Linked DNA regions of Zea mays: region 2 is linked to region 1. The links are chromatin contacts, called in public Hi-C maps. All regions are on one chromosome and are shown on one strand. The core of a region is the stretch at or near the end of the contact, and the rest is flanking DNA. Distances in the headings are between cores, read along the strand shown.

Evidence for each region. Hi-C and Micro-C count contacts between places; a contact is called where the count stands out from the background.
Region 2: a contact with region 1 is called in a Hi-C map of leaf, with 4 times the contacts expected there. The contact joins the promoter of LOC103635827 here to the promoter of LOC103635825 in region 1. A contact is called at or near these places in 14 of 25 Hi-C or Micro-C datasets (bundle sheath, ear, endosperm and 5 more).

What each region holds. Positions count from the first base shown.
Region 1 is chr8:124,784,312-124,787,789 of Zm-B73-REFERENCE-NAM-5.0, reverse strand. LOC103635825 reads left to right here and starts at 1,324. Exons shown (of 6, transcript NM_001353504.1): 1 at 1,324-1,857; 2 at 2,501-2,578; 3 at 2,817-2,851; 4 at 2,943-2,998; 5 at 3,121-3,228. The coding sequence starts at 1,486.
Region 2 is chr8:124,912,296-124,915,957 of Zm-B73-REFERENCE-NAM-5.0, reverse strand. LOC103635827 (secretory carrier-associated membrane protein 3-like) reads left to right here and starts at 1,303. Exons shown (of 12, transcript NM_001346770.1): 1 at 1,303-1,471; 2 at 2,234-2,332; 3 at 2,602-2,664; 4 at 3,133-3,166. The coding sequence starts at 1,415.

The sequences.
Region 1 (3,478 bases), core at 75-2,574:
GAGCTCTCAAGCTCAATACATCACACAGTGGAGTAGGGTATTACGCTCCGGCGGCCCGAACCACTCTAAACCCTTGCGTGTTCCTGAGTTAATCGTTCATCTACCAACAGGCAAAACGCTTAAGCCCCCTCCTCATCTTAGGATTTAGGGCGGGTGCACTCCGCCACCCGGCTGGAGAATTCCCTCTCTGACAGGCCTCCATTTAGATTTTGGTCTATCTCCGTCCTGGCGTTTGATACAAATTTTTTAAAAGAGATTTTCTAAAAATCTGGATTTGTGGATAATATAGGTGACATGAGAAAGATGGAGTACATAGGCTGAAATGATTCGACGGATTTTAGTGATTTTTATAGAAACGATTCTTATAAAAATGATGAATCGTGAAACAAACACACTTGTTGTGGTAGTGCAGTTTTCAGTTTTTATGGTGTGATGGCGTGACACATAAATTATTTTTGTTTTTTTTCAAATACCGGATTGTTTATAGAGAAGCAACAAAAAAACATTTTCAAAAGCCATATAAAAATATGGAGTTGGCAAACTACATTCCCGAGTAGAGATGGCAACGGGTACAAACCCGCTGGGTTTTGCCATATACCTATTAAAAAACTCGTACTCATGACAGGTTTGAAAATTTGTCAAACCCAATACCCATTGGGTTAGCGGGTACCCATGGGTTACCCACGGGTTTTATCTCTAATATGCTGGTTCTTCTCATAATTAATAAATATAGTAATGATCAATGAGATCGTGGTCCAAAATTTATGTGATGAACAACAAGTTCATAATTTGGTATAAAAATTATTAGTAGAGAGAATAAAATACGAATAATAAGTTATATAATCAAGTGATCTTGCACTAAATTATTTATCCACCACATATATAATGCTAGTAAAAACTATAATAGCAAGTCAGCAACACTCTCATCAGCTACTTGTACATTCATCATTTGCTAAAAAATAGGAAGCAAATAGGGAGATAACAAGTTTGTTGTTCATTTATAAAATAAAACGACAATATGCATTAGGTTTGGTCAGGTTTAAAAACCCACAGGTTCACAGGTTTTGGTACTGTAGAAACAAAATCATATATATTAACCCGTCGAATATAGATTTATGCAGGTTAACAAACATATAAATATAAATATTGATCCAAACCTGTACCCTAATGAGATAAAAACCCATCGAATTTTGGTTATCGACTGTCCGTGCAGTAACGAGCGTATCTGAAACATTTACGTCGACTGTCGAAGTGCCGAGACTTCTCTTCCCAGTCCGGACTTCCGGTTGCTTCAAGTTCCAGGCTTCCAGCGTTCCAATTTCCAAGGCCATGTCTGCCGCTGCACACCCCTGCTGCGTTTTTACCACAAAAATGTCGAAACATACAACCCAGTAGCAAAAAAGCACGAAAAAAAAACGGTTTTACAAGACCATTTGCGGGATATACTTTCTTCAAGAAATCTTCCCCACTTGTTCCCTCGCGTCCATGGCCTTGCTCCAGCCTACTCTTCTCACTCCTCCCCCGCTCTGCTGCTGCTCGCATGGCCTCCTCTACCCAGGGTTCCTGAAACTGCCTCCCAAATTCTCAAATGGGGCCTGCTGTTCCACGGCGAGGGCGTCGGACCGGAGCGAGCTGGCGGGTAAAAGCGGGGGCTTGGCTTGGAGAGCGGCGGGGAGAAAGGGGCGGCTGCTTGGCGTCACCGGAGCTGGGCGAGGCCCCTTCTTTGGCGGCGGCGGGAGGCGTATGGACAAGGGCACTAGCCGGGTCGTGGGGAACCTCGCCTTCGCCGCCGTCGTGACGTACCTCGCCGTGACCGGCCAGCTCCGGTGGGTTATTGACGCCATCGTCTCTCTCTGGGTACGAGAATTCTCGCTGCTAAAATGAATTGCTTATAAGTTGCTTCTTCTATGAGAACATTTGGGATTAGTGGCGCTAGGGTGTTTGATTTGTTTCTTCGATGAAAATATTTTGGATTGGCTCTAGCTTGTTTATTTTGCTTCTTCGGTGACTGACTATAGGAAATAAATGTTAGCTCGGCTGAAAAATGTCATCCCTTGTGTTGGACTAGGTAGCTTAGGTTGATACCTAGAACTGCTCAACCAAGAACGCCTTGCTTTTTAACAGCATCATTTTGCTGTTCATGTTGTAGTAGTTTTTCAACTGACCTGAGATTTCCAGTCAATTTACAGTTTCACCAAGTAATGTTGTTTGGCGGAGTTGTACTACTATGCACTTGATAGTATTCGATTGTGCACTGTGTCGTAGACTCATGAAAAACTTGAGCATTTAGATTCCGTGGAATCTTGACACTGAAATTATGGAACCTTGGTCTAGCTAGCTTACTCTATGGCTCAACTAACATTTATAAGCTTGTCCATCTGATAATTGAGTTTGTGCATACCACAAAATGCCATACAATCTTTGTGTTTATTCATTCAATACATGATTTTAGTTGATTAAACTGTCATTAATTTGGATTTTACATCTCTTCTGAAAACAGCTCCTCACAATACTGCTGCCTGTACTGGCTCTCGGTGCATTTTTCTTCTTTGCAGGACAAGATATACTGCAGGGCGATGTAAGTCTCCCGATAAATTTGTCATTCAGCTATTGCTTCTTTTCTAATGATTGAGTTTTATGAAACATTGCATCCTCCCCACTTATAAAACATTGCTTCTTAAAGTTCCTTAGCTTATGCCTATTAGCAGTAGTATGATTATCTCATTGACACCCAAAACTGGAAGAAGAAACTTTGTTGTCTCCGTGGACGATTGTGTAAATGTTCTGATAATCATATGGTTTCCTTTTGTTGGCAGTGTCCGAACTGTGGAAAAAGCTTCCAGATACTGAAGTGAGCATAAACAGCACTATATAGAACTCCTCGTCTCCTCCTATCACAGATTTATACTTAATGAACTCTGATTAGCTTAAATGTCTTATAGGTCAGCTTTGAAGGATGGCCCACAACTCTGTCCCTATTGCACTCAACCTTTCTCCGGTAAGCAATTTTTTTTTAATCAACAGCTTCCTCACACCACCCTCTTTCTCTGTGTTTTGGTATATAACGTTCGTAATGCTGATTACAAAATTTCACTGAACCTATGGTTGTACATGCTGCAGTTCAAGGCAACAAATTTGTTAGAGAATCTGCTAGATTTTCATCTGGGAGGGCTGCTACTGCTACAAATGGTCCAGTGTTCAATGAGTTCTTCAACCGCAACATGAGAGGTCCCAAATAATTCTGTTTATTCTCTGTTTTTCTTTGCTTGCATTTGAACCATCTAAAGTGACTAATTTCATTTGTTTAGTGAACATCGTGAATAAAAGAATTCAGTCCACTTTTAGCCTCGCCCTCACCCACCCACCTATCCTGCCCCAAACTCTTCTCATTCCGTCTGTTGAAAAATAATTGGAACGGCTTGACTTACCCTTTAAAGGTACTTGCTGCATTGATACATTAAATAAGGCATAAACCTAG
Region 2 (3,662 bases), core at 54-2,553, 130 kb before region 1:
TAAGGTAACACATTTTGGCTTACCCTAGGATGAATCTTACTGGTACTTTACTAAAATGGTCTATTGTTGTGGACAGTGGGGAGCAAAATTTTTTGTCACATCACAAAGGCAGAAGCGAAGTGAAACCGTACTGTAAATATGCAGACCATTACAAAATATGGCAATCTCCATACCATTATGCCGTAATAGTTTGCAGTAACATGTGTTCCAGTAAATGTCAAGGATATTCAGCGGGACAGTACCATATAAATGTGTAACCCTAAAAGGCACACCAGATCCGTGGAGTTGTTTGCACCGCGGATAAATCGGGTGTTCTCGGATTTATTAGTTACGGTTAACAGGATTAGTCGATTCGTGTAGTAATTAGTTCATCATAGAGGTGCACATGAAGAACAGAAACCATAGGAGACGAAGGGCGTACCTGAAGATGCGAAGATTTGGGCCGAACGAAGATGAATCAAAGCCAAGGTTTCCGGATCCGAGGAACGCGTCGATGGTCGGAGCGGGAAACGAAGCAAGCTGTCGCGACGAACCTCGACGGAGTCGGATGTGCGGCCGCTTCGTCTTTGGTCGCGACCGGAGCTGGTTGGTCACCACCTCCACTTCGTCTTCCACAGACCCGACGGGGACCGGCGCGGAAGCTACCTTCCCGCGGACGAATCGCCGCCCCCTCGCCGGAAATCGCCGAATCGCAGACGCCTCGAACGGGAGAGAAGAGGAGCGCGAAGTGTCCGGTCGGTGGCGCGGGCGGATTCTTCCGCGTGAAGCAGCCGAGGGGGAGTGCACAGTGACGCCCTGCATCTGGCGTGAGAGAGAAGAGAGTCGCGGTGGAGAAGAGCGGGTAGCGGCGACCGATGCGGCGGCTAGGGGTGCAAAGTGTCCCCTAAATCGTGAACAGTGCTAGGGGAGGGGAGGGGAAGGGGGTACCGCTGCGCTCAGTCTCAGGGAACCAAACGCTGCCCCTGTCGGCCTGTCCCTGACATGGAAAAGCCTGTTGGGCCGATCCCGCCCCGCAGACTCGGCTGCTCCAGTCCTCCTGCAGTGCCGAAGCGGCTACGGGCTGCGGCCCGCATGCAGCTAGCGGCTCAGCCATCCCGCGCACTCAAATTTACTTGCGATGGAAAAGGGACCGACGCCACGCCAACAACAACAAGCATAGCAACACGGTCCGGTCCCGCATCGTACGGTCAGTCTAGCCTCTTAGACCTCTGGGGCCACCGGACAGACAGACCTAACCCTACCTGTCATTGACTACAAACTGCACAGCACCCCCTCGTTTTCCATTCTGCTCTGCATACTCGAAGTCGAAGGCAGCGCGGCAGGTAGCAGCAGTACGCCAGCACGCACACCACCAGCAGCAGTTGCCGGTTGGCCACCACCCGACGCCGGAGGCCTGGACGAGGAGGCGGCGGCGATGGCGGGGAAGCACGGGCGCAACGGCTTCGACGACGACAACGTCAACCCCTTCGCGGTGAGTGCTCCTTTAGTCACCCGCACTACCCTGTCCCTTCGGCGGCCTTTCCACTCGCCTAGATCTCGGGGGGGAGTTGGCGTGTTTCTCCGATCCGATCACCTCCGGGTCGCGCTCGCATTTGAGATCTGTGGCTTAGTTGCTGTTCATGTTCTGGTTCTGAGCGTCGTAAGGGTACGAGACGGCGAGATGCGGTCCTGCGGATATACGCGCTTAGTCTAGAGTCTGGTAATCATGTTTCATGTGTGCTGTGAAGGTTTTGTTAGAACACTCGTGGGAGGGGCTGCTTATCTCTAGATCTGTGCGTGCCCATGTCTGGAACTAGGTTGGATGTGAGATGTGCGGTTCTGCATTGAGCTGGCTTAGTTGTTGGGACTTGGATTCAGTATCAAATGTCAATAGCTTGGTAATGCGACCCGGTGGCCTTTTGCCTGTGTTGCAGGGCTTCTCCCAACTTTCCTGATCCGGTGCCACCTTATATGGCTTGCCAGGTTTTGATCATGCATGTTTACTGGTAATTGGTTAACACAACACAAACTGTCAAACTTAAGTATTGTTGTGCAGCAAGTCTTCAACCCGCTTGAATTTAATCGGCTGGTGTCTTTGTTTAAGTTGGTTTATTTCACATGCTTTTCGTTTTATTATGATATTATGTGTTGATTGCTCTATTTTGTGCAGAATAACAATCCAGCTGAAGCTGGTACAAAATATAAAATAGTATGATCACTGAGCTGAGTCTCCCAACTATTCCCTATCTTGCAGGGTGGAAGTGTTCCACCTGCCACCAATTCTCGTCTCTCACCTCTATCACATGAACCGGCTGATTTCTACAATGTGGACATTCCTCTCGAGTCGTCAAAGGTATAATCTCTTTCTACCTGGATCACTGCACAATTGAACCAAATTACAGTTCTGAGAACTATTTTCCCGTTGAGTAAAAAAGGAAGAGTTAACCCAGTTTCCTTTTCTAACTGAATACATGCACCCTTCATGATGTGTGAGCTCATGTATGTCATTCGTTGTACTGTAGGTATGCCAACTTGCCAAGTTGGTTTTGATTATTTATCTGATTTGTCTACATGTGGATAGCTCCCTCTCTATTTCTTACATCTGTTGATGTTGATATTTAGGATCTGAAGAAAAAGGAGAAAGAACTCCAGGCTATGGAGGCTGAGCTAAACAAAAGAGAACGGGTATGTTGCTTTATCATTGCAGAGCTTTCAGTCTGTCTGCTCCTTTTGCCAGTTATAGCAGTTCTGACAAATAAGATGCAAGTTTGTGTTTCACAAACTACTCTATGATGTGCAGTTTGTCTCTGGTACTTAATACATTGCCAAAGCTTTCCTAGTACTCAAATATTCATCTGAGAGGTTATTGCTTTGCATATTAATTATATTGTTTAAAAAATTATTCCTGCTGCAATACAATTGTTTTGAGAGAGCCATGTTGCTTTATATGTATTGTCTGTTGATCTTTTTATTGGATATTTGTTGCTTTTTCTGAGATACTGGAAATTTTGATTCAATGAAAGAAATGTTGTTTTTGTTGCTTCTCATGTGTATGAAACTTTGAGCCCATGCTTCATCTGTTTATTTACTTTGTGCGCCGTTCTTTATCTAAAATGCTTATATGATTCATTTTATTTGTCTTTGTTGACGCAGGAATTGAAAAGGAAGGAAGATGCGGCATCCCGAGGTACATTTCATCTTTGTTCATTCTTTTAATTAGCTTATTTCAGTTTTTTTACATTAAATAAAAAACTGAACTGTCTCGCTGAGTCACCAGATCTAATGTAGTGGTGACTGGTGAGAGTTGTCTCACCGAGTCACTATGTCATAGATTCAAAGTAGCCTCTTCGTATTTGCAGAGGACATGCCTGGTGCAATGGTGAGAGCTGTCTCACCGAGTCACTATGTCATGGATTCAAAGTAGCCTTTTCGTATTTGCAGAGGGTAGGCCTGGTGCAATGGTGGGAGCTGTCTTACTGAGTCACCAGGTCATGGGATTGAAACAGCGTTTCCACATTTGCGGGAGGAAGGCTTGTTTTGGGCTATCCTTTCCACAAGCCTCACTCATGTGGGAGCCTCTGGCACTGGGTCTGCCCAATAAAAAATTGAACTCATAAGAAAGATATTGGTAAAGGCAATGGGTCTATTGAGGAAATGTACCGAGAAACCAATTCTGTTACGCA